2 separate regions of the Mus musculus genome follow, and region 2 is linked to region 1. Evidence: chromatin contacts called from public HiChIP or PLAC-seq data. All regions are on one chromosome and are shown on one strand. Each heading gives the region's core, a stretch centred on a gene start, on an enhancer-like site or on the middle of the called end of the contact. The rest is flanking DNA. Distances are from core to core; before and after follow the strand shown. Region 1 holds the start of Gtpbp2 (GTP binding protein 2). Region 2 holds the start of Gnmt (glycine N-methyltransferase).

Region 1 (6,772 bases), core at 2,758-5,257:
GTTGACTTCCCTGAGTCCACATTCCCTAGGACGGCCACACGGAGATCTAGGAACTGGGAAGCAATTGACAGAGGTGAGGTCCCCACTATTTCACCTCTCACTGAAGGTTAAAGGTGATGGGCCCTGAACAACACGCTCAGGACCCTGGGCCAATGAAGAGCCTTCACTGGGAGAGAGAGACCTTGAGGTGTTTTCAAGGGCTCACCTGTTGGTTGTCAGGGACCTTTCGTACTAGCACCTCAGTGATCTTCCGGGGCACGTCACTGTCATAATCCACCTCTCGCTCCCGAAGAACAGTGATGTCTGCCCCAACCCTGTCACAGAGAAGACACAGCTGCCATATTTCACATAAATGCGCCCTAATCCAGCCTAGCTCTGGACCATGGGGCTCCTGACAATTTAGTGCACTTCATACCACCTCACAATCTATGCCCGCCATTCTGCTGCCTCCACCTCTTTTGAAACAAGCATCTTCGATCAAGGGGAGTGGGAAGCCCAGACACAGTGAGGAAATGAGAGCAGCAAGGTGACTCATTGTAGCTCTTTGTCAAGGAATCAAGACAGAAGGAGCCCCCACCCGTCCCAAGTCCCTCTGGACCTGGCTGGCTGGGTGTGCGTAGGTCCTCCCTAAAGATGGGGCAGGGGGAGGAGGGCGCATACTTCTCTGCCATCCGGTGCAGGGTCTTGAGGGAAGCCCGCATCTCCTCTTCAGCCAGCCCCACCAGCAGCCCATTGTCCTCTACCCCAATCTGGTAGACAGCCTCACCACGTCCTTCCTGGAGCCGCCACTTCATTTGTGTCACCAAGTGCTCAAAGCGGTACTGAGATGGGTTCACCAGCTTCAGCTAAGGACAGGTATGGTGTCATGAGGCAAAGAAATCACTGTTGTTTTCCCCAAACCTCAAGTGTGACCCCTCCCTGTCCTGCTATAACAGCCAGCAACTCTGTCCACTTAAAACCCCGGGGGCCGGAGAGGTGGCTCCACCATTTGTTAAGAATCCATAGTGCTCTCTCAGAGGACCCAAGGTTGGTTCCCAGCACTCAGGTCAGACAGCTGACAACCTCCTTAAATGTCAGCTTCAGGGAAATCTGACACCCTACTCTGGCCTCTGATGGGTACCTGTACTCAGAAGCACATATTTAAATTAAAACTTTTCACCTGGTTTGGGGGGGGGGGGCATGACTTTAATCCCAGCACTTGGGAGGCAGAGGCAGGAGGATTTCTGAGTTTGAGGCCAGCCTGGTCCAAGGAGTGAGTTTCAAGACAGCCAAGACTACAGAGAAAGCCTGTCTCAAAAACCCAGAAGAAAAAAAAAATTAAAAATCTTAAAAATATATCAAACAAACAAATCCTTCGCCCTGACCACTCTAGCAGTGATTCTTTCCTTACACAGTGACCTCAGAGAGCTCGCCATGATACCATGCAGCATGAAGCCACATCATCAAGTTGGAGAGCTATCAGAGAGATCACCTCCCACTGACAAGGGCAACTCCATCCATTCCCTTCTCCTCCCCAACGCAAGACTCACTTTATATTCGATGTTTCCATCTTCAGCCTGAAAAGAAACAGGAAGCAGTTACCATATCCTGTCCAGACCCCCATCCCTACTTCCCCTCAATTCCCAATGACCTCAGGCACAGAAAGCAGGAAGAAAGCCCAACTGGCACCTGCCAGTGCTGGCATCCGCCAAGAAGCAGTGGAAGACAGATGCTAAGCTTCCATGTGGCCTCTGAGGAAAGGCCTGTAAGGACACAGCAAACCACCCGTTTATCTAAGATCAGAGCACCAAGTCTTCAGCACTGATCTTCCTAGACACAAGCTCACCTCTCTGCCCCCACCCGCCACAGCCTCCAACTGCTGCGCGGGCTCGGGTATTTGGTTTTGGTTTCTTTTTCTGTGTTCAGGATATTGAAGCCTTTCTTTTTGACATCCATCTGGTAGACACTACTTCCTTCTGGCCCCTCCCTCTCAGCTGATGCCATCAAGTGTAAGAGGCTACAGGCTCTGGAACGGAGCCAAAGTATGAACTCAGCACTGGTCACTACAAACGCCCCCGAGATAAGAGGCCCAGGTAAGAGAGGAACAGAAGTCCGAAGTTGGGACTTACCCAAACAAACCAGGAAAGCTTAGGGGCAGACTCCATAAAGTGAACTCACTGTGGCTTTTTATGCCCTTTTCATGCCTCAGTGAGGTGAAACCAGGAAACCATCACATAACCTCTTCGAGCAACAGCCACCTTTTGGGCTGTGTGCCACACACACCTGCCCCGCGCCACCCTCCACCCTCCACCCCCTGGACAAAAGGTTATGTATGAGCTTGACTTATATACCGTCTGCCTGGTCTGCCTGCATTTCTGCGCTCCTCCTCTCTGGCCATTTTATTTTTCTCTTTCCCTCTTGGTCATCATGCTGTCTTTAAAGTCCTTAGAGGTGTCTTTATCCATACTGTCAACCACACCATGGAATGCGTAGGAGCTCTTTTCCCATCAACAAAGAAACCTTTCTACTCTTCTGCTGAAGGTGAATAATTAGGATAGCTGACTATAAAGATGGTAGAAAGATAATCTTGGCCAATGGTTCTCAAAGACCATTGTGGTGCTAAGACCACAACATTAGCTTGTAAGAAATGCCAAACAATCAGGCCCGTCTCTCACCCACTGAATCAGAATTCTATGAGCAGGAACAGCAACCTGAATCACTCTGGTGCACACTTAAAAGTCATAATCACCCATTGAAGCTCTTCCCACCTTGGGTTCTCCCATCTTTGTTTTTCAAAACAAGGTTTCTTTGTGGAGCCATGGCTATCCTGTAACTTGCTCTGTAGACCAGGCTGGCCTTGAACTCAGAGATCCCCCTGCCTCTGACTCCCAAGTGATGGGATTTTTTTTTTTTTTACATTATTTTTATTTTACGTGCATTGGTGTTCTGTCTGCATGTATGTGTGTGAGGGCATCAGACTTCCTGGAACTGGAGTTGCAGACCGTTGTGAGCAGCTATGTGGGTGCTGGGAACTGAACTGGGGGTCCTTTGGAAGAACAGACAGTGCTCTTAATCGCTGAGCCATCTCTCCAGAGTGATGGGACTTAAAGGCGAGCCCACTAGCTCCCGACTGGGTTCTCCTATTTTAAGAGGAAGGAAAGTAGTCTTCTCTGCCTTGAGGACTCCCAGAGCGGGTTCGTGCGGACTCTTCTCTGTGTCCACAGCCCCACAGGACAAGGAAAGGGCAGAGGGCTACGTCTAACTGTTCTCTGGTTTAATGTGTGTGGGTACTGAAGAATAGGGAAGGAACACATTGCTCTTGTCCCGGCTACTCCCCTTCTCCCTGTGGATTAAGTTTAGAAAAACGTTGGTTACTCTGCCTGCCCTCTTTTCCCAGTACAGTGTTCCTTCCCCACTCCCAGAGTAAGTAGGGGTTCAGACATCCTCTGCTCTTCTCAAGAGGAAAGGATCCCCGGTTCCCACTAATCCAAAGGTTATGGAGGTGAAAGGGGCAGTCCCTTCCCGAGGTCCTGACACTGAAAAGGATCGTCCAGTCTTGACGATCCCGCTTTGTAGGGGTCTTGGAACAGGAGGAGGGGTTCTCTTCCCCGGTCCTTCCTCCCTTGGGTCTTGACACCGGAAAGGGGGATTGATTTTCTCTCTCCCGCCTCCTTGGAGTCTCGGGGACCGGAAGAGTAGTTCCCCATGGCTCCGCCACTTTTCAGGTGCTCACCTCTGGGGGCAGGTACGGAGGGTTGTTGGCTTTACCTCCTCTGTTCCTTCCGTTCTTCTTCTTCCCCTTTGGGCCCCCGCAACTGCTGCTACCGCCGGCCCCCCGAGCTTTGAGGTTTCCACCCATGGCCGGGCCTCCTCCGGGCCGGCAGCAGCCGCCGAACAGCTCCGATACCCGCGAGTCCATCCGCCGCTGCCACCAGCCCCCCGCCCGACCCCTCCCCCCCGCCACTGCCGCCGCCCCTACTGCCACCGCCGAGTCGGGCCAGCCGGAGGAGAGCGGGGTGTGGCCCACTGTAGGCCACGCCCCTGCCTTCCCTGTCCTCCTAGTCGCGTCAGAAAAAGCCGCAGGGCATCAAGGGATACTGAGTCCGCAGCTATGAGATTTAGTGCTAAAGAATGCGAGTTCGAACTACAATTCCCAAGAGGCATCGCTATGCGAGAGTCACAGGTGGCTTCGGGGGCGAGGGCAGCAAGCGCGCCTTGAGCGCAAAGACTAAGGGGAGTTGTAGTCGGCACCCAGTTTCCCGTACTGCCAGCGGCTTCTCTTCTAGGGGCAGTAGGAAGGCTTTGTGGCCTGAGATTAGGGACAGTAACCGGAGGTGAAGGGCTTATATCAGAATTGAACTGGGTTTGACCTTTCGGCGCTGACCCCAGACAACAAGTTAAAAATCGGGGAGGTTGGATCTGACAGCCTGCTGGCTCCACCTCTGCCTCAGTTTCTTTCCTGACGGCTGGAGTGCTGTCGAGTGAGTCAGGGCAAAAGCTAGGGCGGAGGCAGATGGTAGTTATAGCATAATTAGAGCTGTTATTGTGACGATGATTATGCCACCCTTGCAATATAGTCACTGTTTTATTACTTGGGTGGCACAATCCGGGGGTTGGTTTTAGCAGCCCCAGGCACCGCAGTGGCCAGACACGTGTCCAGGACCCATAAAGCAGCCAGCTGCCTAAGGTTTGGAGGGTGCCTACTGCAAGTATCTCTCCTCCCCTTTGTTTTGAAGTTTAGCCAATCCCGGAAAACAGAATTTGGTTTAAAACTTGTCCGGAGGAGGGGCCTGGCCCCTACTTGGGGCGGAGCTGGGGTTCCAGTTACGTCAACCACCAGGGGGCGGGGAAAGTAGCCAGGAATAGAACTTGTCCTAGGACGCCAGGGGATTGCTGATTTGTCTTTCTAGCCAAGCTGTCTCTCCTGTCCTTCAGAACTCTCAGAGCGACATAAACCAGTATACGGGGCACCAAAGGCTCAGAATGGAGAAGCAGAATTGCTGGGCACAGAGTCAGGACGCCAGGGTTCAAATTCCAGCGCCGTGGCTATCTCATGACTCACAGTACGTCCATTCCCCTCTCTTCACAAACAACCAGGTGTTCACACATAGCCAAGAAATAGAACAGAGTTTGAAAGTTCTCCACGGTACGGTAGGAGCACTTACCTCTGGTGTACTCTGAAGGAGTTCAGACCTGGTTGAGTCCATAACTTCTGCACAGTTCCACATCGAAGGAGACGAGTCTATTGAGCATGCAGTCGCTGTCCACATTGGATAGTTTCCACACCAGCTATATACCAAAAGAACCAAAAGTTGAAAAGCCTTGCAGATCAGCCATTTACCTGGGTCTTCAGTAAAGGAAAGTAGGTGTCTTTTCTGTATGCTATCCTGTATGCTTAAGACCAGGATTGCCAGGAAAAAAAAGTTTTTAGAGATGGAGACTAGAGAATTCAGTGAGACATCTCAAAGGATGGGAATAGAAAGGAAGAGACATCCCCACCCCACCCACACATTATCACCACAAACAGGCCGGGTTCTCTCACCAGCCAGAAACCACTGCACTCAACTGATAACTATTTTTTAAATATCCACGGATCTTCCAGCAGTCACCCTTTAACACACAATTCCATCCCAGCCAATTCTCCTTAATGGATACCTTCCTTTAAGAAAGGGTGGGGCATGATATAACCCATTCTTGAACAGCCTGGCCTACCTACAGAGAGAAGTGAGGGCTGGCAGAGGAGAGAGGCCACAGGATGCCTGCTGGGAGACCAGGGTCCTGGGGAGTGGAGGTGGTATAAGTGGCCAGTTTCCTAGACAGGTTGTTTACGAGGTGGCTGCCTATAGGATGTATATAGTGTGTGCTTATATACACATCACATGCAAATATTTTTCCTGGCTTGTAGTGAGTCACTTGCTTTTACATCTAGTACCTTTGTATGAATATGCATTTTGTGATGTCACTTTCATGTGCTCTGACTTAGAGCAACCTTCCCCTCTGCTTTCTTGCTTGCCTGTCACCCTTAAGCCAACCTCATTATGACTATATATATATATATATATATATATATATATATATATATATATATGTTTTTTTTTTTAGGAGATTTTGAAAAGTTTTACTCTTGGAGCTAGAGAGATGGTTCAGTGGATAAGAGCTCTTGCTGCTCTTCCAGAGGATCAGAGTTCAGGTCCCAGCACCATGTAGGGTGATTTATCACTCCTTGTAGTTCCAGCTCCAGGGAAACCGGCACCCTCTTCTGCCCTCTGAGAACACCACACTTTGGCACACAATTCCAATTACAGATATACACATAGTTTAAATGTGTGTGTGTGTGTGTGTGTGTGTGTGTGTATAAAATGTTTAATCTATATGCATGTGTGTACACTATGATGTACATGTGGAGGTCAGAGGGCAACTTGCAGAAATTTATTCTGACTTGAATTCAGGTCACCAGACTTGGCAGCAAATGCCTTTACCCACTAAGCCATCTTCCTGGCTCTGATCTTTTTGTTTGTTTGTTTTTTGTTTTATTTACACTAACAACTGAACCCAGAGCCTCCGTGCTTGATATGCACAGAGTCTTCTACTGAGTTGTTCTGCTAGCTTCCTGCAGTGATTTTTCTGGTGGGTTTTGGTTTTGTTTGTTCCTTTTTTGAGACAGGGTTTCTCTGTGTAGCCCTGGCTGTCCTGGAACTCACTTTGTAGACCAGGCTGGCCTCGAACTCAGAAATCTGCCTGCCTCTGCCTCCTGAGTGCTGGGATTAAAGGCGTGCGCCAACATGCCTGGCAG
Region 2 (6,772 bases), core at 1,931-4,430, 570 kb before region 1:
TTTGGAGAAGATGAGTCTTGTTTTGAGGCAGTGTCTCACTCAGTAATCTAGGCTAGCCTGGAACTTTCCTCCGTGACGCCAGCAGTGCTTTCAGAGTCTGTGGAACTCCTCCTATCCTGGCCTGTCAACATGCCCACCATGTCCAGGCTAATTCCCTTCCCTTCCCTTCCCTTTCCCTTTCCCTTTTTTCCCTTTTCCCTTTTCCCTTTTCCCTTTTCCCTTTTCCCTTTTCCATTTTCCCTTTTCCCTTTTCCATTTTCCATTTTCCCTTTTCCCCTTCCTTTCCCTTTCCCTCTTTCCTTTCCTGATTTTGGGGTGGTTCTCACTCTGTTGCACTGGCTGGCCTGGGAACTCCGGAGCTCCCATGATTTCCTGCCTCGGCTTCCTCCGTAATTGAGACTCCGTAGTGTATGCCAGGAGTCTGTCACGGGTATCTAAGCTGGGCATAGTGGCTCACACCTATGACCCCAGCCTCCTGGAAGCTGAGGCAGGAGGCTTGCTTTCAAAACTAAACCTTATAGTAGTACCAGGACGGCCAGAGCTACATAATAAGACTGTCTAGACAGTGCCTCTCAACCCTTTGAGGTCACGTGTCAAAATCCTGCATATCAGATATTTACATTATGATTCATAACAGGAGCAAAGTTACAGGTTTGAAGTAGCAAGGGGATAGTTTTATGGTTGGGGGTCACTGCGACAGGAAGAACCGTATCATGAAGTATCACAGCATTAGAAAGGTTGAGAATCACGGGTCAGCAAGATGGCTCAAACGGCAAAGGAGCTTGCTGCCAAGCCTATGACCTGAGTGTGGTTTCTGGAACCAATATGGGAGGAGAGAAGGGAGTCTTGCGTGCTGTGTGCTTTTTTCTGAACATACATTTTTTGTTGTTGTTATTGCTTGGGGGGGTTATTTATTTATTTATTTATTATATGTAAATACACTGTAGCTATCTTCAGACACTCCAGAAGAGGGCATCAGATTTCATTATGTTGTGAGCCACCATGTGGTTGCTGGGATTTGAACTCAGGACCTTAGGAAGAGCAGTCAGCGCTCTTAACCACTGAGCCATCTCACCATTCCCTTGGGGCTTTGTTTGTTTGTTTGTTTGTTTTTTGAGACAGGGTTTCCCTGTATAGTCTTGGGTGTCCTGTTGTTGTTGCTTTTTGAGTCAAGGTTTCTACATTGCCCTGGCTGTCCAGGAACTCACAGAGATCCAACTGCCTCTGCCTCCTGAGTGCTGACATTAAAGACATACATTTAGCTAGATGGTGGCGCTTTGTCTGTAATCCCGGCAACTCAGGAGGCAGAGACAGTTGGATCTCTGTGAGTTCAAGGCCAGCCAAGACTATACAGAGAAACCTTGTCTCAAAAAACAAACAAACAAACAAAATGCACCACCATGCCTGGTTCCCCAGTTTTAAAAACCCTAAGTAAATAAAAGATACCACTTAAGATGCTGAGATGAGATTTGAAAAAAGTCTAGGATTGATAGGTTTACCCCCAAAATGCTTTGATACGTGGCATTGGATTTACTTGAAATTCCCAAATACAGTTTCTCCTCTCTGCTTTGTCTCCACAGGGACTGATGTAGCCCAGATTTGCCTTGAAGTCTATGTACCCTAGAATATCTTTGAACTCCAGCTTTTCTGTTCTCAGCTGCCAAGTATAGGACTTACAGGCACACACCATCACACTCAGCCTCGAGAATCTTTCTGAGCATAGTGTCAGAGGCCTGTGTGTAGGGACATTGAGTCCCCAAGACTGAGCCTGGTCAGAACCATTTGAGATTGGCGCTGTGCTAACAAAAGTTAAAAAATATGGGCTGGAGAGATAGGTCAGCCATTAAAAGCCCTATCTGCAGCTAGGGTCGTAGCGCACGCTTTTAGCCCTAGCCCTTGGGAGGCAGAGGCAGTCGGATCTCTGAGTTCGAGGCCAGCCTGGTTTACAGAGTGAATTCTAGGACAGCCAGAGAAACCCTTTCTCACAAAAACCAAACCAAACCAAACAAACCACTTGGTCCTCTGTGGGGTTCAGTGTCCTCAGCACCACCGAGTGGCTCCCCACTGTCTACAACTGCAGGTTCAGGGTATCTGAAGCTCTCGATTCTGGGCTCCACGGGCGTCAGACACATACTGACATCTATGAAGTCAAAACAGCCATACCTACTATAAGAAGGTTAAGTCACACAACTGTGGGCCTCCTTCCATCTCCAGGGTTCACCCTGCATTGGGAAGGCGAAGGGAGGGCGGGCGGGCGGGCGGGCGGGATGCTCCCTGTCTTCTCTCTTCTTTCCACGTAACGAGTGTTCACAGAGTTGGAAGTGTGTGGGCAGGCAGGGCAGGCGGGGCAGGCTTCTCGTCGCTCACACGCATCTTCCAGAGCCGACTTTAGCCCGGCTGGGATCTTGTCCTTGGTGGGGTAAAAAGGGTGAGCGGGTAACACGAAACGGACCCTCAGGTTATACAGTGACGCTAGCCCGAGCGGGCGCCATGAGCACCTTCCCTGCCGACCCCCAACTTTCCTCTCTGAAGGTGCTCCCATGGAAAGCAGATGGAAGGCTTGCTATGTCTCCCACATTGTTCACTAATTCATTGAGCACTAATAATCCTCCTGTCTCACCTTACTACACCCAGCCTTTAAGAGATTGCAGAGTATAAAGCCCATGGATTGGAAGGCCCAGGCTACCTTAGGAGGCTCCTGGCTGGTATGGGGGAGGGGAAGAGAGACACGCCTATCTCCAGGTGTACTCTTGTACTTGGATGGGCATCTTTCTCAAAGACTGTTCATAATGTCCCGACACAGTGGCTCTCTTTAGCGGAGTGTTCCCTCCACTAAATGATAAGCAGTGTTGTGTAGACACTGTGCTGGGCTGGGCATGTAATAATTCTGTTTTGGGTGGATTTCAGGCTTCTTCCCCTTCCTCCTTGGGTAGGGGTGGAGTGATCTCTCATTGCTTTACTTTGTGAGTTCCTCCCGGCCACCCTGGCGAGTCCTATCTGACCTGTCTTACTAAGCCAGGTCCAGGATTGCTGTGCTGAGCCATCCTCAAGGCAGAGGCAGCAAGCCTGGCTCTGGGCCCAGGGCCCAGCAGGGGCGTGTCCCTGCTCTCACCTGCCATTGGCCAGGTGGGACTGCCTTGCCAGAGGATTATAAGTGCGGATCGCGTGGCCTGAGAGCCAGGCGCCGGTCAGGATGGTGGACAGCGTGTACCGTACCCGCTCCCTGGGGGTGGCGGCCGAAGGGCTCCCGGACCAGTATGCAGATGGGGAGGCCGCACGTGTGTGGCAGCTGTACATCGGGGACACCCGCAGCCGTACCGCAGAGTACAAGGCGTGGTTGCTTGGGCTGTTGCGCCAGCACGGGTGCCACAGGGTGCTGGACGTAGCCTGTGGCACAGGGTGAGTCCAAACGGGCCGGCCTGCTTAGGCCAGTCTGGGCAGCCTCTGCGGGCTGGAGCCTGGCAGGCAGTACTAGGGGGTCAAGAGCCCTTGCTCATCAGGGTAGTATGGGCATGGGAGAGCATCTGCCGAAACAGTGCGGGAAGGGGCCAGGGTGTGCGCAGAGAAGGATTCATGGGACAGAGCAAAATCCGAGCTTTGGGTCAAGGTGGATCCTTGGCTCCGGCGCTGTTCCTCCTGCGATTGGCCTCTGGCAGTGTGAACAGAACATTTGTAGCACGTTTGCACAGCCAAGTGCTGTGCCAGGAGTTTGGGTACGTGTGTTGCAAGCTGTAACAAAACCCCACGAGGTGAGCAGCGCTTTTCTCCAACCAGTAGTACTAAAGAAAAAGTCATTTCCAAGAGGTAAAAGGCCCCCATTTGGTGGAGAGGATACAGACCAGGATAGTGTCTGGCCCACACTCCCGACTCAGCCCAGAACTCACGGACACCTCTGACTGAGATATTTCCAGGAGCACCAGTATGCCAGGTTCTCAAGTGCACTTTTGTAGAATGCCTGACTATGATTTAAAAACAAAAACAACAACAAAAAGCCATTGAGCCGGTGAGATGGTCCGACTACTAAGAGCCCCTTAGGCTCTGGCAGAAGACAGGCTCTCAGTGCCTAGCATCTGCATCAGGTGGCTCATAATCGCCTGGAATTCCGTTCCAGGGGGAGGTTAGCGCTCCCTTCTGGCCGTGGAGGGCACTGTACTCACATGTACTACACATACAGACATAATTAAAAATAAAAAAAAATGTGTTGATGTCAGGAGTAGTGGCACATATATTTAATCCCAGCACTCAGGGAGTCCTAAATAGGTGGCTCTCTGTGAGTTCCAGGCCCTGCAGGGCTACATTAGGAGACCCTGTTTCTAATAAGAGGCAGCTGGGGAGATGGCACATGTTCTTACAGAGGACCCAAATTTGGTGCCCAGCACCCTCTCTGGGGTCTGCAGACACAAGGTATGCACATGATGCACATATTCAGGCACGACACATGAAATTAAATTTTGAAAAAAAATTTTTTTGAAACAGAGTCTCTCTTTGTAGCCCCAGCTGTCTTGGAACTCACTGTTTAAACCAGGCTAAAAAAAAAACAAAAAACAAAAAAAAAAAAACTCTCAAAAAATTTTTTTGCTACTTGATAAGGAAAATTCTTTTTTTTTTTTTTTTAAGATTTATTTATTATTATATGTAAGTACACTGTAGCTGTCTTCAGACACCAGAAGAGGGAGTCAGATCTTGTTACGGATGGTTGTGAGCCACCATGTGGTTGCTGGGATTTGAACTCTGGACCTTCAGAAGAGCAGTCGGGTGCTCTTACCCACTGAGCCATCTCACCAGCCCCCAGGAAAATTCTTAATGGGTCACTTGAGACCAGTAGAGATGGCCTGGGACAGGAAGCAGAGGAACGGACTCTGGAATGTTATGTCTGGGGAAATGTCACACACATTTGGCCTCCCAGGCTCCTCTGACTGGTCCTCTAGTCCCCCGTTTCTGACCTCATCCAGAGTGGACTCCATCATGCTGGTGGAAGAGGGCTTCAGCGTGATGAGCGTGGACGCCAGCGACAAGATGCTGAAATATGCGCTTAAGGAGCGCTGGAACCGGAGGAAAGAGCCATCCTTTGACAATTGGGGTAAGTCTGTCTGTCCAGGCCCCCCCAGACATGCACCTCCAGGGTCACTCTCTGCCCTGGCTCTCTCTTGCTGTGGAGCTGAATGGTTTTTCCTCAGGGCACGGTACAGTCCCTGTCAACTTCCTAAAAAGGAAGGCTTTGGCATCAGAGTAGGATTCCGGCTGGTAAGAGCAAGTTTGTTGTATTTATGGTGCTAGGCATTGAACTTGGGCATGCCAAGTAGACCCTTGATCACTGGGCTGCATTACCAGCGGTTTTTATGCTTTTCCCGTGTTGCCTGGCTTGGCTAAGCTAGATTTAAGTGATGCTCCTGTCTAACAGAGTCTAGAGGTGTACGTCAAGTCACTGGGCCCTACAGAGCTACTTTTAACTGTCTTATCACATCCTGTCTCTCCTCCCTACAAAAGCCCCTAAGTGGAGGGCTGGCTTTGCCAACTGTGGCTCTCTCCATCCCTAATGAGTCCCCATGTGTCTCTGGGAGGAGGTGGTTGCTTCTGTGCTGTGCTATAATTCTCGACTCCCCCCCCAACCCCTGCCCTGGCCTCCAGTCATTGAAGAAGCCAACTGGTTGACGCTGGACAAAGATGTGCTTTCAGGAGATGGCTTTGATGCTGTCATCTGCCTTGGGAACAGTTTTGCTCACTTGCCAGACTGCAAAGGTAAGCTGGTGGCCTTGGCTGTGGCTCTTGCCTTGAGCTCCCCCACGTCCGAAGATGGCTGGCCTGCTGCCCTGATAAGGCAGACCTGCATTTTGCCTGTCTTCTTTAGTGCTGGCACTTGGGAGGGAGACAGGGGCGGGAGGTGGTGCTGGAGGCCTAAGCAGATGGTGTCTGTGGCCCTGCCGGGAACCCAGGTGACCAGAGCGAGCACCGGCTGGCACTAAAGAACATTGCAAGCATGGTGCGGCCCGGGGGCCTGCTGGTGATCGACCACCGCAACTACGACTATATCCTCAGCACAGGCTGTGCGCCCCCGGGGAAGAACATCTACTATAAGGTTGGGCTGCCCCCCAATGGGAAGCGGGAGCTGGAGGGCCAGAAGCCCCGTGGTGGCTCAGGGAATGACGCAACCCATGCCCTCAGAGTGACCTGACCAAGGACATTACGACGTCAGTACTGACAGTCAACAACAAAGCCCACATGGTAACCCTGGACTACACAGTGCAGGTGCCAGGCACTGGCAGAGATGGCTCTCCTGGCTTCAGGTATGACGTGGTTTGGCAGGAGAGAGGTGGTGGTGGTGGGGAGACCTGAGGCCAGCAGCCCTCATATCTGGCTGGGGGCCCTGTTGCAGTAAGTTCCGGCTCTCTTACTACCCACACTGTTTGGCGTCTTTCACGGAGTTGGTGCGAGCAGCCTTTGGGGGCAGGTGCCAGCACAGCGTCCTGGGTGACTTCAAGCCCTACAAGCCTGGCCAGGCCTACGTTCCCTGCTACTTCATCCATGTGCTCAAGAAGACAGACTGAGTTTCTCCGGCTCCCAGAAGCCCATGCTCAGGCAATGGCCCCTACCCTAAGACCATCCCCTAATGCAGATATTGCATTTGGGTGCAGATGTGGGGGTCGGGCAAACGGAGTAAACAATACAGTCTGCATTCTCCAAGCCTGTGCCTGGTGTTTCTTCAGAAGTAACGTGTTTTTATGGTGTTCCCCCCCCCAATCCCCCCTCAAGACCTCAGCCTCCCATAACCTTG

The links. HiChIP or PLAC-seq counts read pairs in DNA pulled down with a chosen protein or histone mark.
Region 2: an H3K4me3 HiChIP or PLAC-seq map of bone marrow-derived macrophages shows a contact between it and region 1, with 2.7 times the contacts expected there. The contact joins the promoter of Gnmt here to the promoter of Gtpbp2 in region 1. A contact is called at or near these places in 1 of 115 datasets of contacts at active chromatin or transcription factors (bone marrow-derived macrophages) and 1 of 9 other capture datasets (adipose tissue).

What each region holds. Positions count from the first base shown.
Region 1 is chr17:46,158,267-46,165,038 of GRCm38.p6, reverse strand. It overlaps Gtpbp2 (GTP binding protein 2), which reads right to left and starts at 4,007. Exons shown (of 12, transcript NM_019581.3): 1 at 3,713-4,007; 2 at 1,530-1,556; 3 at 661-845; 4 at 206-314; 5 at 1-53. The coding sequence starts at 3,898.
Region 2 is chr17:46,725,573-46,732,344 of GRCm38.p6, reverse strand. Gnmt (glycine N-methyltransferase) reads left to right here and starts at 3,180. Exons shown (of 6, transcript NM_010321.1): 1 at 3,180-3,399; 2 at 4,953-5,080; 3 at 5,629-5,739; 4 at 5,934-6,076; 5 at 6,163-6,284; 6 at 6,374-6,681. The coding sequence starts at 3,194. The coding sequence ends at 6,545.